3 separate regions of the Sus scrofa genome follow, and regions 1 and 3 are each linked to region 2. Evidence: chromatin contacts called from public HiChIP or PLAC-seq data. All regions are on one chromosome and are shown on one strand. Each heading gives the region's core, a stretch centred on a gene start, on an enhancer-like site or on the middle of the called end of the contact. The rest is flanking DNA. Distances are from core to core; before and after follow the strand shown. Region 1 holds the start of PGAP1 (GPI inositol-deacylase). Region 2 holds the start of COQ10B (coenzyme Q-binding protein COQ10 homolog B, mitochondrial). Region 3 holds the start of GTF3C3 (general transcription factor 3C polypeptide 3).

What was found. HiChIP or PLAC-seq counts read pairs in DNA pulled down with a chosen protein or histone mark.
Region 1: a contact with region 2 is called in an H3K27ac HiChIP or PLAC-seq map of alveolar macrophages. The contact joins the promoter of PGAP1 here to the promoter of COQ10B in region 2. A contact is called at or near these places in 1 of 5 promoter capture datasets (liver) and 2 of 2 datasets of contacts at active chromatin or transcription factors (alveolar macrophages and skeletal muscle).
Region 3: a contact with region 2 is called in an H3K27ac HiChIP or PLAC-seq map of alveolar macrophages. The contact joins the promoter of GTF3C3 here to the promoter of COQ10B in region 2. A contact is called at or near these places in 1 of 5 promoter capture datasets (liver) and 1 of 2 datasets of contacts at active chromatin or transcription factors (alveolar macrophages).

Annotation. Positions count from the first base shown.
Region 1 is chr15:100,819,208-100,822,886 of Sscrofa11.1, forward strand. PGAP1 (GPI inositol-deacylase) reads right to left here and starts at 1,396. Exons shown (of 27, transcript XM_021075856.1): 1 at 1,122-1,396. The coding sequence starts at 1,268.
Region 2 is chr15:101,335,674-101,339,370 of Sscrofa11.1, forward strand. COQ10B (coenzyme Q-binding protein COQ10 homolog B, mitochondrial) reads left to right here and starts at 2,339. Exons shown (of 5, transcript XM_001928774.5): 1 at 2,339-2,637. The coding sequence starts at 2,516. SF3B1 (splicing factor 3B subunit 1) reads right to left here and starts at 2,345. Exons shown (of 26, transcript XM_001928794.4): 1 at 2,044-2,345.
Region 3 is chr15:100,699,785-100,703,362 of Sscrofa11.1, forward strand. GTF3C3 (general transcription factor 3C polypeptide 3) reads right to left here and starts at 1,921. Exons shown (of 18, transcript XM_013982275.2): 1 at 1,711-1,921; 2 at 622-733. The coding sequence starts at 1,812.

The DNA.
Region 1 (3,679 bases), core at 146-2,645, 520 kb before region 2:
ATCATTCAGGAGAAATTTCTTTAGATGATTGTGTAATATATCGTTTACAGCTGGTCATGAATGAAATCCTGGAGTCTACTATGCTAATAAATCAACTGTGATTAAAAACATTCAAAATGGGATAAACAACAAGGTCCTACTGCATAGCACAGGGAACTGTATTCATTATCCTGTGATCAACCGTAATAAAAAAAAGGCATGAAAAAGATATATACACCTGAGTCACTTTGCAGTAGAGTAGAAATTAACACAGCATTATAAATCAACCACACTTCAATAAAATTTAAAAAGAAGAAATCTAAAATGAAACGAAAGAGGTGGGGAAGGAGAGAGGGAGAGAAAGAAGTCTCTCTTAAATTGCAAACACAATGAGAAAACAAAAATAACACCATGAAATAGATTTTTGGGCGCAACTGGGAAAAGGCGACATGCATCAACACAGGATGCATGCAAACGCACGGACCCCTAACCTACAAAACGGGGGGCTCCGCCAAACCGTCACAGGACTAGCTTCCTATTTAATTACTCATCAGTTTGGCCTTTCACAAGAGGTAAAACCCTTAAGTCTCAAAGGTGGCCTTGGGAACTATCTGGTCGATACACGCTGTGCAGAAGCTCGGTTCCTTTCTCGAAAAGCGAGAGCTGACGCGCAAATTACTGCGAGGGAGCGGAAGAATCGCAAAGCTTCAGAAGCAAAGGGGGGCCCGGGGCACCTGTTAGGGCGGGAAGGCGGGAGGGTGAGGTTTGGGTTTCGGCAGAGAGGATGGGACGGCACTTCTCGAGGAGAGCAGCGACGGCGGGCCCGGCCCTTCGGAACAGCCGGTGCTGGGGCTGTGGGACCACGAAGGGGACGGAGGATCTGGGGAGCCACCTCGACGGGAGCGGGAAGGATGCTCTGGGAACCGGATATCAAATATCCCACCGTAAAGACAGGACACAAAGGGCAGGAGAAGGGGGCCGCGGGGGACTGCGAAGTCTTCGGGGGAGGAGAAAGCAGAAGCTAGCTTGGGATGAGTGGGCGGGAGAGGCGCGCGGAGCCGAGGCAGGAAAACGCAGAGAAGGGGCAGGATGGAGGGGCTCGAGGCTCGGAGCGCCCGGGTGAAGGGAAAGCGGAACCTCACCTGATACTCCGGATACTCGAACATGTAGCTCATACTGCACTTGTTCTCCTCGAAACCGAAGAAGACGTCCCATAACCCCAGAGTCGCCATGAAGACCATGAGGGCATAAAACGCCAGATTCCAGAGATTGACCGAGTGAAGGAACATGGTGCCGCGAGGCCGCCAGCTCTGACCGAGCGAACCGCGGAACGCCCCGCAGCTCGCAAAGGAGCAAAGCCCGCGCGGCGCGCGCCTGCGTGAACGCCCGGCCAGCCCGCGCCCCTGCCGCGCAGTGCGCCTGCGCGCAGCCTCTCCTCACGCCTCCCACCCGGCTCCTCGCTGGGAGAGCGGAGGCGGCGTTTGCCGCGGGAGCGCGAATCTGAAGGCTGAGAAAGCAGAAAGCGGAGTGGGCTGGGCTGGAGGGAGAGTGGAGAGGGCGCGAGGAAAAGGAAAGGGAGTGAAGCGCAAAGAGAAGCAGACGAGGAGGGAGAAGAAGAACTAGCGAGGGATGGGCGGAGCGCGGGAGTCCTGGAGGCGCGGGGAGGGAAAGGCTTGGGGGTGGGCGTTGGATGGGCGGGCGTGGAGAGGAAGAGGCGATTAAGGAGAGCGAGCGGGCGGGCCACGAGAGCGGTCCCCTCAGAGCCCGGAGACCATCAGTTGTCACGTCGCAAACAGCTCTCCCTGTGCAGTTAAATAACCCTAACCGTTCAATTTTGAAACGCCTCAGGCCTCCGCAGTTTCTTCCCCCAGGGAGGGTTGAGCATATTCGCAGCTCTCTGGACCAGTTAGCTGGAGCCGGGAACAAATAGCTTTTTCTGCCTTCTCTGACCGCCGACCTCGGCCCAGTAGGTAACAGCGCTTAAAAGCACTGGCTCATTAAAACAAACAACAACAAAACTCCCACCAGCAGGTAGGCACGATTCACGTCTCGGTATAAGATGAAAGCCTAAATCACAGAAAGCATCCTTGATCTCTTAAATGTTACCAGGTTTTCCCATTAACCCGGACGCCCCCATAGGTGATCTGCGTAATCAATGTGTCTCTGACTTCCCTTGCGCCCCAGCACCCTCACCTCTTCGGAAATAGGTTCCATGTTAACATTAACTTGTGCAGGCACATTAGCTCAAGCTTCCACTCAGACTCCCTCAGGTGACTTAATTCAATCTGAGGAATTTCGGTTTGGGTTTCGCACAAAGGTGGTAAAAATCAGCTCAAAAAGCATTCATATTCAGCTTCAAAACACTAAAATGTTTGGAGTTAGACATGGTAGCACCCTCTAAAGCTGACCCAACAGCAGATGGGTGTGTGTGTGTAGGTAGGTAATTGCACCGATTGAATTGCATTTTACTTGGGCTGATTTTCTGGGAATTTTGCTGTGCAGAGGAAGTTTGGCTATGATAAAAAAAAACAAATAATTTTAAAACTAAAAGGAAACTTATAGTTTATGTTGTACAGTACCATGATTTTCAGATACAAGAGCACCTGGGGTCGGGGTGCAATTGCGGAGGAGTTATTGCCAAGGGCGGGATGACCAATCTTTCGGAAAAGGATTTAAATTGTACATTAAAAAGGGAATACATTGAGTCTGAGAGCTAGAGAACATCACAGGCAGGATGTCTGCTCCTCGTTTGCCCTAGCATATCATGACCAGCACAAATAAACCAAGGATAAAGCTATGCTTATCTGTTTATCCTGGTGCTTCTTAAACTTAATGTACATATGAGTCACTTCGAGAGTCTGTTTAAAAAAGCAGATTCTGATTCAGTAGTTCTGGAGTGGAACCCAAGATTTTGCATTTCTAACAAGCTCCTGGGTGATGCCAGTTATTCTGGTTGGTGGACGACACTAAGTAACCAGGATCTATCCATTCCCGAGGACTCTGCTCCATAGAGAAACCACTGAGCTCACTCTTCACGTGGCCTTCATGAGTTGTGGCAACCTGCTGCCTTGATTGTCCATGCAGAAAGAAGTGCAAGAGAGAGAGTCAAGGGACTCTCTGTTAGTTTTTTGTTTTGGGGGGTTTTTTTTTTTGTCTTTTTGTCTGTTGTTGTTGCTATTTCTTGGGCCGCTCCCGCGGCATATGGAGGTTCCCAGGCTAGGGGTCTAATCGGAGCTGTAGCCACCGGCCTACACCAGAGCCACAGCAACGCGGGATCCAAGCCGCGTCTGCAACCTACACCACAGCTCAGGGCAACGCTGGATCGTTAACCCACTGAGCAAGGGCAGGGACCGAACCCGCAACCTCATGGTTCCTAGTCGGATTCGTTAACCACTGTGCCACGACGGGAACTCCGGGACTCTCTGTTTGTAATCATTCTATTCCTACCTTTCTTTTTTCCCATTATTACCTCCCTCCTGGCTTCATTTCATGTCTAACCTAACCCTATGGAGCATCACTTAACCACCCTCTGCCAGTGCTGTCAACCTTCTGAACTCTGTCTTTTGATCCCTCTCTGCTGATAAATGTGAACCCTGGATGGATATAGTCTGGCTCTGAGCTCTGACACCAGTGTATCAAAATTACTGTTCAGAAATACTTTTATGTGTTTCTGGTCAAATTCCTTTCCTATTCTTCAAAC
Region 2 (3,697 bases), core at 1,089-3,588:
GATTCTGAAGTAAGCAAAAGGTCAAAAAAAGTATAATTCTAATGGACATTAATAATGAAAATCTCACTTGGAACAATCACATGAAAGGCAGAAAGTAAATGTATGTGTATGCTTACATCCACAAAAATTAGATATAACACTACCATAAACTCCCAATTACCCACACCCATTTCAATAATTATCAACAAATGATCAATTTTGTTTCATACACTCTATTCCTCCACCCCCACTAGATTATTTAAAAGCAAATCACAAACCTCATTTGTACCCGTAAAATCTTCAGTATCGATTTTTATTAAAGTAGATATTTTAGCTGAATTTCTCAGTTTTGTATATGCCTTTTTTTTTTTTTTTTTTTTTTTTTTTTTTAGGGCATATGGAAGTTCCCAAGCTGGGGGTCAAATCAGAGCTTCAGCTGCTGGCCTATGCCACAACCACAGCAACTTGGGATCTGAGCTGTGTCTGCAACCTACACCACAGTTCATGGTAACACCAGAACCTCAACCCACTGATTGAGGCCAGGGATTGAACATGCATCCTCATGGATACTAGTCAGATTTGTTTCTGCTGCACCACAACTGGAACTCACTGCATGTCTTTTTATATATAGTTTGTTCAAAACAAAACCCAAATAATGCCTCTTAAATCTTGGAAAGTTCAGCAGTCTCCTCACCCCCAGTTCTCCTTTACTTGACATTTGTTGATGAAATTAGGTCATTTGTCCCACAGAATTTTCCATATTCTGTATTTGGCAGGTTGTATCCTCTTGGTACCATTTAATATGTTCTATTCCTTGTTTAAACTGGTGTAACATAAAAGCTTGACCAGATTCAGATTCAATTATTTTGTCAAGAATACTTAATAGGTGGTGTTGTATCAAATATATTTTTGGCAGCATAACTGGTTTGGACTCTAACATACTGCTTCCCACAGGTCTCTGCTGAGTTTCAATTTACTACCAATCTTCTCCTATTGTAGAGACAGATTTTTAGCCCCCATTTGTGGAAGCACTGTCATCTACTAAAACTCAACCAGAGTTTATTATCACCTTTAAGTTTATATTATTCTTTCCTTTGCTGAGAAGTCAAATGAGTACTCTACACTGTCATCTATTACAAAAATTCCTTTATTTGCCTTATAAGTTTTAATTGGTAAACTATTCAATTGGGTGACTCAATTCAATAGATATTTTCTTGTGTCTGGGAAGAGTTCAGTGAGAAAATTTTGGATTTAACAAAAGAAGGCCTTGGCGTTCCCGTTGTGGCTCTGCGGTAATGAATCCGACTAGTATCCATGAAGATATGAGTTTGATTCTGGCCCTGCTCAGTGGGTTGCTGTAGCTGTGGCGGAGGCCAACAGCTGCAGCTCTGATTCAACCTCGAGCCTGGAAATTTCCATATTCCTAAAAAGTCCAAAAAAAAAAAAGCCTTATATTAAGTACACAAGTACATCATGTCTTGCACTGAAAATGTTAACAGGCCTTCTAGTTAACAATACCAGTAGTTTGCAATAGGAGTCAGTAGGATGTCCTAGTGCAATGCCTGTATTTTGTAGACAACTGGTAACCACTGGGGTATTGAGTGGGGGAGTAATACGGTTAAGATGTGTTTTAATGTAAATCAACTATACTTCAATAAAACTTTTTAAAACGTGTTTTAAAGCAATATGTTTGAGGCAATATTTAAAGTTCAAGACAAGAAGAGCAGGGACTGGGTATTCGAAAGTAATCTGATATTGGATTATTTCGATGCAGCTCAGAACCACCTCAATGGACAAGAACCTCCTGTGTTGTACTGGAAAATGCTTAATATGCTTTCTAGCAACGGATTTCAACTGCACAAAGCATTATCACATACGAACACCAATTAAAATGTTGCCTACACAGGCAGAAAGCAAACGCCCCCGAGTCTCTTTCCTAACGACATGGCCTTACACTGCCCTCACACCAACCTCACTGGGTAAGCACGGCAGGTACTGTATTAGACAATCATTAACAACAAGACTGACGGCCAGCAGGGATGGCAGGTCCGACCCAGCACTCACCGGTTTGGATAGTTACATAACTAACACCTAGAATTTCGGGCTTCCTCCCGCCCCCGGGCTGCGCTCATGTGGCGAGCCTCACGACCGGAAACAGCACCCAAGAGAACCGCGGCGGTTGACGAATCCGGGGAAGAGTTCCAGCGCGGGAAGGGGGGTGAGCGGTCACCGTGGACCTTACGTAAGGCGCCCAAGCGCGCGGCAGGAACTAGAGAGTGGCCGGCGGAAAGAGGTGGGTACCGATGGCCCTACGCCCCCTCTGATTGGCAGGAAGGATGACGAGCGCGTTTACAGGACGCCCTGCGGCAGTGGGAATGTGCGTCAGCTCTGCGCAATCTGGGAGGGAGAAGGGGCGTGTCTGGCGGCTCAGGGGGCCCGCCGATTGGCTGGAAGGCGCCGGCGCCGGGAAGGTCGGGCCCCGGGAAGGAGGGCGGTGCCGTCTGCCTGGTCCCAGAGGCGCACCGGCTTCGGTAAGATGTTTGTGGCAGCTCGGACAGGCCAGAGAACCTTGAGAAAGGTGGTCTCGGGATGCCGTCCAAAATCGGCGACAGCGACCGGAGTCCCGGCTCCTGCGCAGGGGCCTCCGCGGAACATCAGGTAATGAACAATGGGTTCGCCGCATTGGGGGTAGTTTTCCGCCCAGCCTTGCCGAGCAAAGGGACCGGGGTCATTTGGGGTGAAATAGGCGAGCCCGATGAGTTTCCCGGTCTCTGGAGAGAAAGGGTAGGTCTGCTGCCTTTGGGGCCGCGCGCATTCCCCGCCCGCCCCCCCGCGTTGGGCTGAGGCTCGCTGGCCTGTTCCGGATGCCCCGTCTGTTTGTAGTTCGTTGCCCTCGCGAGAGGCGGTGAATCATCCGCCTAGCGACTTTAGAAGCAGCTGATAAAGCAGCTCCGCGGAGGTGCCTTTGGGCTCTTCCGGGCCTACTTATGCTGCTCTCGGAAAGTTAACTGCAGCGCCAGAGTTGCGAGTTGATGGGTTTGTGGGAGTTTGTTGCCTGGCGGTGAGCGTGCCCAATGGCCAGACTTGCTTTCTCAGTTTCTTGTTAACAGTTTTTGCCCCCGGCCTTTGGTGCTTGCTAAACTCAATTGAAGCCGAAATAGGGGACTTGTGGATTTTGTTTTCCGTGCTGTTGGAGCTTAGCGATCCTGTAACACCTTGAGCCAGAATCTGCCTTCACTTTTCCTGGTTGTTGGGTTTTTTTTGTTAGGTGATGGAGGTGGAGACATGAAGGATTCCATACTTAGACCGCGTAGTTTCCATTTATTAATGACATTTTAATACATTATGCTCGAAAATTAAAATTAACGTTTAACATGAATTCCAGTTGTAAACTGTACAGGGTGGAGAGAGAAGGCACAAATTTGGATTCGCTCCAGAACTTTTAGATTCAATAAATTTTTTAAATACCAACAAGCCAAATTAGTAGCTTATTTTATTTCTACTGTTCTGCTTCATTTAGCAGAGTAACTATTACTAATTTTTATTGGTATACTACCACTTTAAAGCAAAGTGTATGAGTTTACTCAGAAAATGTTGTTAGTATTATTACTACCTTTAAAATTCACTGAACATATTTTTAAGGATTTTCAGGAACACATGACACCCTTAGTCTAAGAGATGAATCTACGGGATAAGTTCATTCATACAGTTCATGTAT
Region 3 (3,578 bases), core at 671-3,170, 640 kb before region 2:
TGCAGCTGCAGCTGGTATCGGATTACTTGTCTGGGAACTCCATATGCTGCAGGGCAGCCAAATCAAAAAAAAAAAAAAATTCTAAAATTCTCCCAGACACCGATGTCAATTTGAAAAACTCCACAGAGATTTCCCCTTGCGGTTCAGGAGAAACAAATCCAAATAGCATCCAGGAGGATGCGGGATGTGTATTCCACCCCTGGCCTCGATCAGTGGGTCCAGGATCCAGCATTGTGTGAGCTGTGTGGTGTAGGTCGCAGACGCAGCTCAGATCCTGAGTTGCTGTGGCTCTGGTGTAGGCCAGCAGCTACAGCTCCAATTCTACCCCTAGCCTGGGAACTTCCATATGCCGTGGGTGCGGGCCTAAAAAGCAAAAAAAGAAAGAGAAAAGAAAAAAGGAAAAAAACTCCATAAATATAACCCATTAAATGAACCATTATCATATTCAATAACTCAGGAAATGTTTATTAGGCACCTATTATACATCAAGCACTACACTCCAGGTAAACCAGGTCATCAACAACAGAATACCACTCCATAAAAAAAAATAATAATAATGTTTCCACTAAATCATTAGGTATCTTAAACATCTAATGAAGATACCAAGTGATCTTAACATACCTTCATTGACATCTTTGTCCTGAGATTTGGTAAAGTCAATTCCAGATGATGATGGAACTTCAGAGTCATTTGGATTTTCTTCAACTGATGACTTTCCTTTTTCCTGAAGACTCTGTGGTTGAAAATTAATGATTCAAAAACAAATGCACATTTAGCTCCTTCCAGTTGAGAACAGAGCATCTGCCTCATTTTCTATTTCTATAGAACTTGAGCTCTGAAGACATATAAGGGATGTGGAATCTAAATTTGAATGCTGTCAAAGCATTTCAGAATATTTAGGTCTCACCCTTCAGGCTGAATCGGTCATTTGTAAAAAGTAATTTTAAAAACGGTGATTTCATTAATCTACACACTGTATCCTTGCTTTTTAAATCAAAAAGATGGGGCACTTAATAGCTGCATAATTTAGGAAAGAATCCGACAGCTAATCTCAAAAGGTGCCAATTTGAGACTTAAGGTTTTCCCTGGGACTTAAGGTTAAGTGAGAAGACATGGAATGTTCAGATCTTCATAAATATTTTCCCTGGGACTTAAGGTTAAGTGAGAAGACATGGAATGTTCAGATATTTCTTCATAAATATAAAAAAAAAATGCACCAGTGAAGATTTCGTTATAAGACAAGAAAATTCCCTTTTTTCTGTGAAAGATTACGTCACACCACTAGTAGACTCCTCAAAAACGGGACCTCCAACCTCTCCATCAAGAAATAAAGAAACTGAGGCCTCAAGAAGAGAGGTATCCAAAGACACAAAAACACAGTGGCAAAACTAGGAAGAGAACAAGATACTGACTCCAAATTCTACTCCCCATGCCCCTCATTTAACCTAATGAGAAATCGCACTATTTGGTGATAGAAAAAAAGAGAAATGGTTACCACCGAGCCAAAGTCTTTTCGGTGGGCGAAATGTTTTAAGGGGGAGCTCAGCACAGGGACGAGGTGAGAACTAGTTTCGCTAATCAGGGGAAGAAACTGCTGTTAAGTACCGGACCCGCCCCGTTAGAGCGAATGGGGTTACTGGGTCCCCATATCTCTTAAGTGTATTAGGGCGACAAGACAGTAGACAGCATTCTGGCCTATCATCTCCTCACTTTCTTTTCGCGGGTTTTTCTCTCTTCTCTCCGCCTTTCAAATTCCTCAAAAGAGATCTTCCCTTCCAGATAGTCGATGAGCTCCGGGCTGAACCCCGACATGTCTGCGGGGTTCTGATACGCAGTTCCAGGAACCGAGACGGAGAAACGGAAGGGCTAAGCCTACAGACTCTATCCCGGGCCGGGGCGCTGAAAAAACGGACCCGCTGTTCTCCCAGGAAACCTGTCCGGCCTGCGCCGCAGCCGCCGCACTCGAGTTCCGCGGAACATCTGGCCACGCCTTCGTCCTGGCGAAATGGGCGTGAGCGGGGCGTGGGCGTGGGCGGGACCAGGGCTGGGGCAGGACCCTCTCGGCGCTTGGGCTGCCTATGCAGCTGGCCTCGGTCCTCGCGCTGAACCTTATTAAGGAGTTGGAAATAAAATGCGCTTTAAGGAAATTTTCCTACGTCTTCATCATTTCGCTCAATTCTCCTTTAAAATTCTCTCAATTCATTTCTTTTTTGAATGTTTTTCTTTAAATTAATTTGATCTTTACTGTAGTGATTTTTTTTCTTAATTTAACCATTTGCTCTAACACGTGCATGTTTCACTTGCTGATTCTGCCCTGCCACATAAAGCTAGTCTTCCCTCAAACGATGCTCTAAGTCTCATCTTCTCCAACGGATGGCACCATCAGTTTTCCCGTCTTCTACAAATCCTCAAACTTTCTCCTTCCCCAGGCTCCTTCTCAGTCTGTAAATAAGTTTATCTGGACTTTGTGTCCCACCTCTAACTCCCACCCAAATTTTCTTCTTTTCTTAAACTTTTAGAGATAATCAAATGTTGGCTATGATTAGCGCACACTGTTGCCAATTTACTGTATAGGCCACGTACAGTCTTACGCTTATTACATTCATATATCAAAATAATCCTTAAAAATGGATTGTATTTTTGTTGTTGTTGTTATTCCTAATGCCAGTGTCCTATATCTAATATGTTGTAAAGCCAGGATTTGAACCCTGATCTATCTGACTCCAAATCCCATATTTGGAATTAATATGATATACTGCCTCTCCTCAATAGAACTATTCTTCATTCCTATTTATATTTTGGTTTATATTTTTATATGGTTTATATCTTTTACCTTGTATTATAACTATTTCTCTGCCATCCTCTTCTAAAGACACTAGCTGTCAACATCTGAAGAAAAATACTACCTGGCACATCTTTGTGAACTCTCTGTAGCCTAGTAATCTGTGCTCCAAACACATTTATGAATTTAATTGGATGGCAGTGAAAGTGCCTTGGGAACGGACAAGGGAGTAGAGGTATGAAATGCAGCTCAGTATGAAGCTGAGATTAGGGACAAATTACAAGGAACCAATTACCTGGCTTGGCCATTGGTGACTCTTTATGACAATCCAGACAAGGAAAAGCAACTGTAAGATGGCAGATGAGGGCCCAGGACCTGCAAGAGGGGGACTTCCAGGTGAGAGAAAAATATCTCACAGCTAGAAGGCATTTCTTTCTCGTAATAAATGATCACCAGGGCCCAATCTGGGTATAAAATATGGGAGGCTAGTGGGGTGGGTTGGGTTAAGGTAATCCAGAGAAATTATTTATAAGCCAGTTCCCCCCTGAATTTCTCCAGGGAGTCAGAGGATTGCACTTGTGAGGAAGTCAAGAGCTCCCGTTATGGCTCAGCAGTTTACAGACCTGACTAGTATCATGAGGATGCGGGTTCGATCCCTGGTCTCCCTCAGTGGGTTAAGGATCTGGTGTTCCCGTGAGCTGTGGTGTAAGTTGCTGACACAGCTTGGATCTGGCACTGCTGTGGCTCTGGCACAGGGCAGCAGCTGCAGCTCAAATTCGACCCTAGCCTGGGAACT